2 separate regions of the Bombyx mori genome follow, and region 2 is linked to region 1. Evidence: chromatin contacts called from public Hi-C data. All regions are on one chromosome and are shown on one strand. The core of a region is the stretch at or near the end of the contact, and the rest is flanking DNA. Distances in the headings are between cores, read along the strand shown.

What was found. A called contact is a pair of places that touch in the nucleus more often than the background predicts.
Region 2: a contact with region 1 is called in a Hi-C map of whole pupa, with 4 times the contacts expected there. The contact joins the promoter of CPG25 here to the enhancer-like site in region 1. A contact is called at or near these places in 2 of 7 Hi-C or Micro-C datasets (posterior silk gland and whole pupa).

Annotation. Positions count from the first base shown.
Region 1 is chr18:466,782-473,404 of ASM3026992v2, reverse strand. LOC101737818 (ribosome biogenesis protein BOP1 homolog) reads left to right here. Exons shown (of 15, transcript XM_038017163.2): 13 at 138-457; 14 at 525-674; 15 at 748-1,523. The coding sequence ends at 901. Among protein-coding and RNA genes, the nearest start is that of LOC134200536, 6.1 kb to the left of the region's middle. Within about 2 kb of position 4,279, at least 8 of the 8 cell types and tissues checked have open chromatin away from gene starts, as enhancers often do.
Region 2 is chr18:506,393-513,558 of ASM3026992v2, reverse strand. It overlaps CPG25 (cuticular protein glycine-rich 25), which reads left to right and starts at 4,785. Exons shown (of 3, transcript NM_001173310.1): 1 at 4,785-4,834; 2 at 4,909-5,268; 3 at 5,353-5,561. The coding sequence starts at 4,823. The coding sequence ends at 5,439.

The DNA.
Region 1 (6,623 bases), core at 3,030-5,529:
AAGTTCAATTAGACATTTTATAGATCGCATTTAAATTAAATCTCTTCTCGATCTTTAGATTCTGACTTTAAAAAAACCCACCCGGGTGCTTCCCTTCTCGTCAATAAAGACGTCCGTTGTAAAGAGTGCGTGCGCAGGTGTCGTGGCACGGGCGCGGCGACTACGTGGCGGCGAGCGTGCGCGCGGAGGGCGGGCGCGCGGTGTGCGTGCACCAGGTGTCGCGGCGCCGCTCGCAGCTGCCGCTGGCGCGCCTGGCGGGGCAGGTGCAGGCGGCGCACTTCCACCCCGCGCGCCCGCTGCTCGCCGTGGCCACGCAGCGCGCCGTGCGCCTCTACGACCTGCTCAAGCAGGAGCTGGTGCGCAAGCTGCGGCCGGGCGCGCAGTGGATTAGCGACTTCGCCTTCCATCCCGCCGGAGACAACATGCTCGTGGCTTCTTACGACCGGAAGTGCATGTGGTGCGTACTGGTCCTGAGTGCGCGGTCGCGTGCTGCAGCGGGGTGACGGTGCGGCGCTCTCTTGCAGGTTCGACCTGGAGCTGTCCCCGCGGCCCTACCAGACGCTGCGGCTGCACGGCGGGGCGGTGCGCGCGCTGGCCTTCCACCGGCGCTACCCGCTGTTCGCGACGGGCGGCGACGACGCGCACGTGGTGGTGTCGCACGGGATGGTCTACAAGTACGTGTCGCCCGACTGCCGCCGGAACGCGTAAACTCCTTCCCGTACCTAATGAGTGTGATGTTGTCTGCAGCGATCTCCTGCAGAACCCGCTGATAGTCCCGCTCAAACAAATCCGCGGCCCAGAAGTCAAGGACGAGCTGTGCGTGCTGGACCTGCGCTTCCACCCCACGCAGCCCTGGCTGCTCGCCGCCGGTGCAGATTCTACTATCAGACTCTACTCTTGAAACCCAATAAGAAAAACTTTAGCACACAATATAAATAGCACTATTATTTTGATGGAATGTCCCTTTTCTTACACTGCGGCGGTGGGCGCGCGCACGTCCCGTGACCACCACTGAGTGCAACAAACTGCCACATAGACATACATATTATCAATCATCCTACCTATTGTTACTGTAAAACCCTAATACATTGGTTTACATTTATCTCATATCTCAAAGTGAACTGCAACTTTTACATCATGTTTGTGGGCCTTTTTGGACTGGGGGCAGAATATTTTAAGGAAAACCCACATTGTGGGGGCACCTTCGAACCTTGCCCGAGGCAAAGACCATCGGTACCTAGTTGTTGGCTTTCTTAAAAGTCAATTATTACCTTTATATATAGTTCTGGTGATATAATTAAGAATGATTTAAAATAACAGTTTTTTTTTTATCTAAATCATATTGATATGTGTATTTATGCAAGTGTTCCTTCTCATATGTAACCAGTTATGTTATGAAACAGCCATATATAACATACATATGTATATATTCCCACATAGGTATAGCAATAAATTTAATCAGTTTGTAATGAATTTAATCAGTTTGTAATGAAGCTGAATAAATATATAAGAAAAAATTGAAATTGCACTAGTGATTTTATATGAAGCCTAAATTATATAATTTCAGTATTATTGGTGGTAGGATGTCTTGTGAGTCTGCACGGGTAGGTATGTATCAACAGTAGCACCGCCCTGCCTATTTCTGCCGTGAAGCAGTAATGCGTTTTGGTTTGAAGGGTGGTGCAGCCATTGTACTTTTATAACTAAGACTTTAGAACTGATGCCTCAAAGTGGGTGGCGGAATTTACGTTGTTGATGTCTATGGGCTTCTGTAACCTCTTCACACCAGGTGGGCCATGAGCTCGTCCAACCATCTAAGCAATATCAAAAAAATGTGAAGTGTGTAAAGGAAAATACATTTTTAACTAAAATTAATAGTTAGAAGCACATTCACGGTCTTTAATTACTGCACTACACCAGTATTGTCTCGTCCGAATAAAGTACATTTCTCCACAGTTTAGCTGTCCAGTTTTCATACCTTCTTGCAATTACAAGCCTGGACTGTCTATGTCATCGTTTCAACAGGGACACTTTTCTTACTATCCTTTCGTGAAACTATTCTTCTATGAAGCGCCTTCGAATCTTTTATACAACCGATTCTTCTCGCGAAGTTTTATTATTACTATTGTAGAAACGATCATTAAATGAACAATATAAATTAGTTCGAATAAATTTGTTCGTTGCGTTGCCTCCAAAAGACCCATAGAAAATCGATTTGAATAAAAAAGTCGTACACTCATAAACATAACGTCCCGAGAAGTTACGTTCAGCGGCTTTGTTTCATTTTCCAATATTTGTGCACTTTACAGATATTAAATAGTTAATAAACCACCATTATTACACATTTAAACCCGAAGAAACGCTAAATAGACAAAATAAAACAAATCGCACAACTTCACTTTTCGCGTTCCCGCTAAAAAGTACATTAATAAATTTAATAAGTTATTTTCTTAAGGGATTTTATGACGTGGTAACTAAGACCTTTAAGTCAAGTCTTAATTTTTACTAAAAAGCTATTAAAGTAGGTATATATAGGTTAGTTTGGTTTATTTTTTTACATGACGTTTAGCGATCGATGTTTACACTAGTCTACTATATCGGTAAAACAGGTTGTGTTTGTTCTACTAAAGGCTCGTCTAAAATTAATGTACACATTTCTTTTATATACAAATATTTTGTTTTAGTATAATTTTTTTCATTGAAAAACAAAATAAATGAAAAAAACGACAACGTCTTAAAAACAGTACTGTCCTGTCAAAAACAGTACGAATGGTCACCGAATTTTGAACCGAATTGATAGGACGTCAAACTGACAATTCACTGTGTGTTCAACATAGAGTTACTAGTTGTAGGTACTTATTAACTCCATGGTGTTCAACATGTTCAATAATAATATGGTCCAATATTACAAGTGGTCTTCACCAATTTGAAAGGTGCACTTATGACTTACCAGTATTACAAAGCAAGACGAACAATATACAGTGAAGAATAATATAATTTCAATTAAATATTTCAATTTTAATTTTATTTGTTAAAACTAAAACTGTATATAGTATATATATATAGTATAATAGAAATGTATAACGGGAATCTATAGCGCCTACGTAAGATGATTGAATGGTACCATGACAGCGCAAGCTACCGATTTTGCATTTGAGTGATGAAAACTTTGCTATGAATGAAAAATGATGTTAACTATTATGTGAGTGTGACCAACTAGAATGGAGTAGAATGAACATCTTTGGCAATAATTGTCCGTACCAAGATGTCTATAGCCTCCCATCTCAAAAAGTTATTGCAGGATCGATGGCGTCGATGTTCGTAGATCAAAAGAGGATAAGGTGATGACATAACAAATTTTAATGTTTGTTGTGATGGACCATTCGCTTGTTTGAAGTCGTCGTGGCCTAAGGGCCATCAAATGTTCACGATTGACTTCCACGGTGAAGGAATAACATCGTGTAATAAAAATCAAACCCTCAAATTTATAATTTGCGTAATTACTGGTGGTAGGACTTCATGTGAGTCCGCACGGGTAGGTACCACCACCTCGCCTATTTCTGCCCTGAAGTAGTAATGCGTTTCTTCTTGAAGGGTGGGGCAGCCGTTGTAACTATACTGATACCTTACTACTTAATAAGTATTTGCCACCCGTCTTGAGATATAATATATCTCAAGACGGGTGGCAAATTTATGTTGTAAATGTCTATGGGCTCCAGTAACCACTGAACACCAAGTGGGCTGTGAGCTCGTCCACCCATACAAGCAATAAAATAAAATAAAATAAAGTCTGCCGAGTCAGCTAATTTTAAATAAAATGAGAGTTTAGTTCAATTTTAGTTTAATTTTATTTTTTACCTAAAAGACTTCGCTTCGGTCAAACATTACAAAAGCTTGCTGTATAGGCTTTGCTTCTTTTGCCTGTCCAACAACAAAACGAAAAATGACAGAAGACATTATTGATGGCAATCAAGAAATTCGAGAATGAGCCGAAGCAGCCTGAAAGAGATGGCGATATTCAGCAGAATTTGCTGTTGGTTGGTAGATTTAGCCGGCTTCTGTTTGGTATACAGTGTTTACAATTTTACAAAGGAAATATTTTAAAGTACTCACATGTCGACAAAACGTGATTTTTTTTGTGAAAAGTTAACTTAAATAACCGAACATAATATAACGTAATCTATAAATTGTAATTTATATTAGATGATAAGACGTGAGTTTTAGCCAGGAAATTGAAGTTTGATTTGATTTGAAGTTTGAACGAACGTTATTTTTGTATCATCTGCGTCCGCCGACGGACGTTGTCGAACTTTTTTTTCGACAGTTTGGAGGGTTGCTTTGTGTTGTCTGGACTAGTTCAATTTATAGTGGAACTGTAGTGTAATGTTCGGATAAAGTGGTTGTAAGTCGATATAGTAGTGATTGTTGGGCGTGATGTCAGGAGCAACGACGCCGACGACGACGGAGGCGCCGGCGCTGGATGAGCGCGATCTGGAGCCGCGCACTCCGATGAAGAGACTCGGCTCTACTAGAAAACTGCCTGCGTTTAGTAGTGAGTCCTTTGTTGCAATATCCAAATTGGGTTTTGGGCTTACACCGAAGTAAGCGTTACAAAGCTTTTCACACAGGCTTTATAATTAAAAATGATATTTAGTAGTTGAATAATTGTGAAAAAATTAGATATTTTTCGTTCTTTATTTGTTTACCGTGAAATCTGTAAATTGTTTTAATCTCATAGCTACAATTTGCACAATTCACTATATGAACCCCTCGCGTATCGATATTTGGGATAAGTAAATAAAAAACTAACCTTGTAACATTTTTTTAAATAGAGTAGTCTAGTTTAGCCACATATTTGGCCTTGAGGCCGCATGAGATCACAAGGAGCATATTTACTAGGTGATAACAATTATCTTGATACTGTCAGCTACATAATATGGGAAAAACTACACCTTAGGTGAAAATCTAATTGTAAATTATTTTGTATAATTATTTTATATACTGGTGGTAGATGTCCTGTGAGTCAGCATGGGTAACCACCACCTCCTTTTGTTTCTGCCATGAAGCAGTAATGCATTTCGGCTTGAAGGGTTGGGCAGCCATTGTAACTATACTGAAACTTAGCACTTATATCTCAAGGTGGGTGGTGCATTTACCTTGTAGATGTCTATGGGCTTGAGTGACCACTTAACAACAGGTGAGCTGTGAGCTCATTCACACACCAAAGCAACAAAAAAAAGCTTCAATAAAGAAACCTAGAGGTGGAAACTAGAAACTGCCACTTAGAATTTTTAATATAATTCAGTATAAAAAGCTGGTCTCAGATACATAATGTTGCAGGGAGGGAAGAAGAAAATATAACCAGGGACTTTGTACCCAGCAGTAGCTTTAAGTGTTTTTTTAGTTTTTTAGTACACCTGTTTTTCACAGCTCTTTTATGTAAATTATTCATCAGGCTCGAATAATGTAGGAAATTTTATTTTGGCCAGTATTGTTTGTATGGTAGTTCAGTTAGGAAATAATACAGTCAAGAATGTAGCGATTCTAAGTTCAAGTTGTGGTAGACTCAGACCTGCAGGAATGTTCCCATCCAACTTATGTGGCTCAAGGTAGAGCCATGAGTTCAGTTTTTCATCTACAACAATAAAAGTACGAAGAAATCAGATTGAATCATAACAGATTAATAAAAAAAGTGGCATGTATTCTGAAGCTGTATTATAATGGAGATGTAAAAGAAAAAATAAAAAAAGTCAAAGATGCTTGACAACTTCATTATATATTTATCAAATAATAATAAAAGAGCCTTAAGTAATATACCTCATCAATATTGAATTGCATTAAGATTAGTGTGTACATTATAAAATCATAGTGATAGAACCTACCTAGCATACAACCTGTCTTATTGGGCTGACTTTCATGTCTTATCAGACACTGATCTTCAATATCCTTTCATCATCATCATCATCATCATCAGCCTTTATCTGCCCACTGCTGGACATAGGCCTTCCCCAATGCCTTCCACATAATGCGGTCCTCCGCCTTCCGCATCCAACGACTTCCCGCCGTGCGCACTAAGTCGTCAGTCCTTTCAATGACTATTAAATGTCTGTATTTAGAATAATGCATTTTATATAAAGTTCTTATAAGTATATAAATTTCTTATAATAGTTTGAAATCTTTGATCTCATGTTTAATTTGAGTTACTTTAAAACGTGCACAAGTGCATAGTCAAGATTGTTTATGATTGTAAAATATTATTCTGTAAATATGTAATTTATGTTTTGATTGAATATAGAATAGGGAGGATTCCTAAGATGGATATTGCCTTTTTTTAAATGTGCTGCAATATATGACTTTGATTTCTTTAAGTGAAAACACTTCAGCACTTAAATTCAAGTCGAATGAGAAAATTAATCATGTTTTAACAAAATTAAACATATCTACAAAAGAGCCTGTTCCTCCCTCGGTTGCTTGTAACCTACTTAAGAAACTATCTTATCACTCTATATTCTGACTGAAACATAAACCACGGGTCTCTGAATGTTCGGATCTTGTTTGCAGCTGATCTTATTAATGTTGATAGTTTCATAACCACTGCCATATTGTCCATACTGGCTTTAGGT
Region 2 (7,166 bases), core at 3,536-6,035, 40 kb before region 1:
GGTGCTGAATAAAGAAAAACAAATGTCTAGATCAAAGTAATTGTGGTGGAATCAAAATGCGCAAAAGTAGAAATGAAATCAATGACTGTTTTGTAATACATTTATATTTTATTGTGTCATTCATAGTCAATTGTGGATATTGAGGAAAAATAAGTCTTTCTTTGGCACGTCACAACTCCTTATTCTTTTATGCTAGCAAATGGCTATTGAATATACTTCTCTGATAAAAATAACAGGCGTATCCACGCGAGATATTATAGGTTACAGAGAAAACGCAGAGAAACGCTATTCGCCATCGGTGGTGCGACGTAACAATACTGTCTGACGAGCTAGATTCATTCGTGTCTGTCCGCGAGAGACACCGGCTTAGCAGCGTCTTAGACTTGCTTAGGTTCACATACGAAATTAACCACTCACCATCAGTTGGACTGCACACTCATCTACCTATTGATTTCGGATTGTCGATAATCCCATTCTCACGGATTGTTTGGAACCTCCGGGTTTACGGAGGGACTTCGGTTCCCTCTGTATTTTATACCGTGTGTTCCATGGGTGCTCTGAGGAATTGTTTGAAATGATCCCCTCATCTACTTTTTATCATCGCACCTCCCGCCATAGGAGCAGAGTTCATCCATATTATCTGGAACCGCTGCGTTCATCGACAGTGCGTTTCCAGAGGTCTTTTTTGCCACGTACCATCCGGCTTTGGGATGAGCTCCCCTCCACGGTGTTTCCCGAGCGCTATGACATGTCCTTCTTCAAACGAGGCTTGCGGAGAGTATTAAGCGGTAGACAGCGGCTTGGCTCTGCCCATGGCATTGCTGAAGTCCATGGGTAACGATAACTACTCACCATCAGGTGGGCCGTATGATCGTCTGCCTATAAGAGTAATAAAAAAAACTCCACCGACTGACTAAGTCTTGTCTCGAGAACAGGTTGGTAGGGAGGGTCAGCAGTTTTTCTCACTTACCTTTTTTAAGCTATTGCACTCCGCCTACCATGTAGCTTTCGTTCAACACATTCACACGTTGCGCTTGTGTAGTGTTTGTGAATAAGCGCGTGGCGTGACGTCACACTGCATGCGCATCATGAAAAGTCTGTCCATCTCGCTTTCGCGCGGTCTAGCTTATGAGTGTGAAGGGGACAGTTAAGGTTTTACTTTTATTAATGTTTAATATAGCGTGGTCTTGTTTTATTAGTGTTTTGATATTGAATTATCATTATCTAATTATAATTGCAAAAGTTGATAAAAAATGCTATGCAATAACTTTACCGCGGCAGTTCCCGAGTGCCACGCGTTTTTTATTTCTTAGATGGGTGGACGAGCTCACGGCCCACCTAGTGTTAAGTGGTTACCGGAGCCCATAGACATCTATAACGTAAATACCGCCACCCACCTTGAGACATAGTTCTAAGATCTCACTTTTAACAGTACAACGGCTGCCTCACTGTTCAAGCCGAAACGCATTAGGTACTGCTTCACGGCAGAAATAAGCAGGGAGGTGACACCTACCCGTGCGGATTCACGTCAGGTTTTCACTATAGCAGTCACTATTTGTATCACGAGATGCATACCTAAATATCAGTCGATTAACAATTATACTACGGTCAGAACGTTATGCATGACAATGATCTCCCCGATGCGACGATGTGTCTGGACCCAAGTTGTTTTTTTTTTACGATTGAAGGATTACTGGTGGCTCGGAGGCCTTTCCAGTTTCAACAGGACAGATGGGCGCGCAAAGGCTCAGCCAGGAGGGGTGGGATTTGCTAACAGCTGCCCGAGCGCCTCCGAAGGAGACCTAACCACTCCAGAGCAAATGCTTCGCGAATGAATCTACTACCAGATCGGAATCGCGAACTCCGAGATATTTCAGTGCCACGGCGACCACCGTTGACGACTACTGAGGATGATTCGCCCACATTGACAGATAGTTGCTGCATTCATTTAAAACTAAAGTAATATCTTACAAGGGTTTGATTGTTTATTCCACAAATAATAAACATAAATAAGAATTTTGCAGACTATCTGGTGCCCACGAGTCATGCATTCGAATTATACTAGATTTTATTGGATAAAAGCTTATCTTTGCTTGTTTTAATAAATGAAATGAGCATCGTTACACTCGCCACATAATAATTTAATGGCCGTTCGCCGAGAGAGTGCGATTGGGGCAACACCAAATTTAGTATAAAATGTTACTATTCCAAGTTGATACAGTAATGTTTTTATAATAATTAATCATTCATTCATAGAGCAAAGAACAAATAATAATAATTGCATTTATTTACTCCATAATACAAATACAAAGAACTTTTCAATTAATATGACATAAAAATTCTAATTCTAAACAATATTACAATATATTATACTAACAGAGGAGATAAAAAGGCCGCGGCTCAGCTTTTTGATAGCTGAAACTATCGCTGTTATTCTGCCGCTGCCGGTAATCTTAATCTATAAGCTTAAATCAAATGTATTAATGGTAAACTCAACGCCACTTCAAAGCTGAATGGTCCGCTCGACCACGATCAGGATGACATTCTATCAGCGGCACGACACACTAGCCGGCTTAACGCAACTGATAATCAATTTAATATTAATGATGATTGATGAAAATATATTAAAAGAAAATTGAGAATGTCTCGCGAGGATGGGGCGACACTCACGTGCGGTGGTGAAGTCTATGGACTCATTCAAGCGTGAGCTGGTCTTATACGGAAAATAATGAACTTATATAATTATGGATTTATACTCGAAAACCTCAAGAAATTCTAATCTTAGTATTGCTCTCATACTGCTCATCGTGAACAATCCCAAGTACACAAGTCATATTTATATCTTGTAGAGGTTTTGGTAACTAAAGCCGTTAAGAACAAGGGTAGGAATACTGCTGTCAGCGTTACGGCACGAGGTACAGAGAAGCTACACTAAGCACATTGACAATTACAAGTAGTTTTTATATAGAAATTTTCATTAAGGAATTGAATCCATAAGCAGGACAATGATATCTGTCCCATAAATTGTAACGTAAGCTTCTCAATCAGAAAGTTCAGTATACGTCCGTGTAGTATTGAAGAGTTCACCTTAGTGATCTGTGAACACTATTTATTTATTGGGTACCAACACCTTACACATCCACACACATTTAATCCGTAGAAATTGTTTTAATTATAACATAATACATGACAAGTAGCACATGCACTAAACCCACACCAAGTGCGAACACAATTACGCCCTCGTGAAAGAAGCCCGTTGTTACATTCTATAAAAAAATGGCATTATTACAAATATTTTATAAAAAAATATTCTTTTTTCTCATTGCTTAGATGGGTGGACGATCTCACAGCCCACCTGGTGTTAAGTGGTTACTGGAGCCCATAGACATCTACAACGTAAATGCGCCACCCACCTTGAGATATAAGTTCTAAGGTCTCAAGTATAGTTACAACGGCTGCCCCACCCTTCAAACCGAAACGAATTACTGCTTCACGGCAGAAATAGGCAGTAAAAAATAAGATTAAATAAGGTCAAGGATTTAGACATCTCGTCCAAAATAATCAACAGGGCCTGAAAAACGGTCCCGAGAATACTTGCTGTGCAAATTATTTAGCTCTCTCAACTAGTCTATTAAGAAGTACATTCCTCCGAGGTTGGATGTATGACCCTTGAACTTCCTCAAGCTCGGAGCCCTTAGTTGATGTCGTCAACTGCACATTGATTTTTTTTTCCTACCTATACCTCGAGGGGTCATACTAGATTCACCGGGCGAGTAGGTGATCTCACGAGGCTCTAACCTGTGGACGTTACTAACACTGACCCTAGCAAGAGCAGTGCTTCGCAGAATCTGCCACCGTATCGGAAAAGCGAACCTACTGAGAAGATCCGGCGAGAAACTCAATGGGCCGAAATTCAGAAGAAATTCGGGGACACCATATTCTCTATTAGCAAGTTTCCACAGGAACAATGGATCGAGCGTGCATCTTCGAAATGAAGCGAAATGAGAAAGAATCCGAAAGAAAGCCCATGTGAAAATACTTCATCCTCGCCGGGTAACTCTGAATAGTTCTAGCATCATTACAAGAGAAAGCGCTTCTGGTCATTTTCCAGAAATGAAATGAATATCATTTGGCCGCACTAAGGATCATACTGCTACGTAAGCAGTGCAGTAAGCTAGGATCGAGACGGTCGATGTCCTTCTGCAGGACTGTCACATCAGACAGGCTATTTACAACCCTGGAATTTTTTATGACATCCGCAAACAAATGGCGTCGACATTAGTAAAAGCGGTCATACTTGCATTGCCGGCGACTCGAAAAATGGCTCTATTAAGGGCCACGTGCGTCAATTCAACGTGATACCAAAAACAGTTCAACAACTACGTATACTTATTGTGCCTATGTGTGTTTCTATTAAATTGTTACAATACATTTAATGGTCAGACACGCAAGAACTTGTTTTATTTTTGCAGTTGAGTGTAGCTCGTGGCTGCTTCGTGGCAGAAATTGGCACGAGAGCAGGCAATATGAGACCAGAACCAGTACAAATAAAAGTAAGCTTGCTACTGTTGCCCCCTAAAAATATACTACTAACGTGGCATTGCATAAAATCATTATAAGATTATTCAAAAAACCGATGTCGCATCTCGATAGAAACATATAAATAATTAATAATGTTATACTTTACGCAACCAGGCGATCAAGAAGGCTTTGCAAAATTCCGTGGCCCCGGCCGGCGAGCCGCCTATAAAACCCCATCTGCGGACTGCGAGGAGCATCAGTACCTTCGAGTCATCTCACCAACTACCATTCAACATTCAAAATGAAAACCTTCGTAAGTATTCGAAAATTACTTAAACTTCCGCCGTGCTTTGATCTCATTTATTAATCGACGATTGGTCTTTCTAGTTGTGCGTAGTCCTCCTCGCCGCCGCCGTCCTGGCCGACCCTGCTCCCTCTGAGAGTGAAAACAAGAGGGAGAAACGTGGATACGGCGGACTAGGCACCGGACTCGGCCTCGGCTATGGACTCGGGTACCCCGGACTCTACGGCGCAGGACTCTACGGTCACGGACTCGGCTATAGCGGACTCGGTTATGGCGGACTCGGTTATGGCGGACTCGGCTACGGCGGACTCGGGTACGGCGGTCTCGGCTACGGGTACGGAGCCGGGTACGGCTACGGAGGTCTGATCCCCGGCGCCCCCCTCCTCCACGCTCCTGTGGTCGCAGCCCCCACCGTGGTCGTTAAGAAAGTTGAAGTACCAAAGGTCAGTTGACACTCGATTATTTTGATTGAATAATATTAAATATTTCGTGAATTATCTTGCTTACTATTGTAGGTGGTCGTGAAGAAGGTAGTAGCTGTCCCGCAGCCCATCCCAGTGCCCCACCCCGTGCCGGTCGCTCACCCCCTGGCGTACGCGCCCGCCCTCTGGTGATCTCAGCGCGTGATGCTTTAACCAAATCTATAGAAATATTAATATATTCAAGTACATGACGTACACATTGTTTTTGTTTTGTTTTGTTTATTTAACTATTGAAATACACTGTTAAACTTTTACTTGATGGTTTTATTTTCAAACAATATTTATTTTAAGATTTACAAGTTGTTGAAGGTAGTTTGAAATAACAGACGGAACAGTCTCAGATTGAAAATACTCGTTTAGTTTGTTTGATACTTAGGTATAAAACAAATTCAAGTGTTTAAATAAATAAAAACAGTAGGTACAATTTGGATACAAGTATGTAAACTTCATTGGTATACGAACACCAAAGGTGAAAAACGAAAATATCTCAAAATTCCCTGAAAATTGGTTTTGTAGTGTAAATTTATAAGTATTTAATAAATACCAAACTAATTATTGAAATTACTATTTTATTCCCTGTAATCTTCAATTAAAATGATCATCTCCCTGTGAATAATTCGAAAAGGTTCAATTGCGCGGTCTCAAGTATGTACCTACTCAGAAAGAAAGATTTAACAAAATAAGATACAAAATACATTTACGTTTTAACTAACTGAGACCCTCATTCTCATTCAAAGGTTTAGAGGTTTACAATACAATTTTTTAAATTGCTGAACATTACATACCCCCTTCCCCGTTCGTTTGTAACTAAGAACATTATGGCGTGTGAACTATCAACTAACTCAAGAATTTAATCTGAATAGATAAACAATATTTTATAGAACACTCATCAAAGCTTTCATTCATAATTAAATTTTTATGAAAATTTGGTAACAGAGCTCTTGGAGGCCAACGACGTATTCAAAATTCGGAAAACAAGGTTAAATGTCTTCATACATAATGTATTCATCTCCACTAATGCGTTTATAGGAAGGCTGTTGAAATCGTCATGAAATTATATCATAAAATTTCTCAGATAATAAAATAAATTATAATTACATCATCATCATTCTCCTGCCCTTCTCCTAGTCACCTGGGATCGGCGCAACATGTTTTCTTCTTCCATACTCCTCTATCATATACCATTTCTTCGTTCACTCCCCTCTTACACATATCGTCTTTCACGCAATCCATCGCATATAAGTTATAATGACATATTCAAAATAAATGATGTATCCTGCTAGGAAAAAATATTGATATACATAATATGTATTTAGAAATTAGTGTATATCATACTATTGCATCATCATATTAGCCTCCGTAGAATTAGATATTCTCAAAAATCCAAATTAATTTGAAAAAAGTCGCAACAACCTTAAATCATGCAACTCCAATCATAGATTATACACTTAATATATTCGAGAACTCCGATGCAAAAATAGAAATGCAAGTTTAATAAAGTGACAGCGAAATGTTAAAGTTGCAACAATAAATGAAGGAGATGCATGGATTTAGTACAAGTTCGCAGGAAACCGCTCCGCCGACGAGCTGTCTTTCACAACCTCGGCGTGTTACCGTGACTCTTACTAATGTTTATTTATTAACGTCATAACACGTTTCCAAATGTATTTTATAAACAAATCTTAGCCCATATTATTCGAAGAAATATGTAAAATAGCTTACCGTAATATAATGGACCAAGAATATACTTCAAATCAATATTGAATAACTATTGAATATTTTAAACTTAAAGTAATGTTTTGGAATTTGTAAAATTGAAAAAATAATAAAGTATGTTCTTGGTTAAGTGGGTCGCGTTT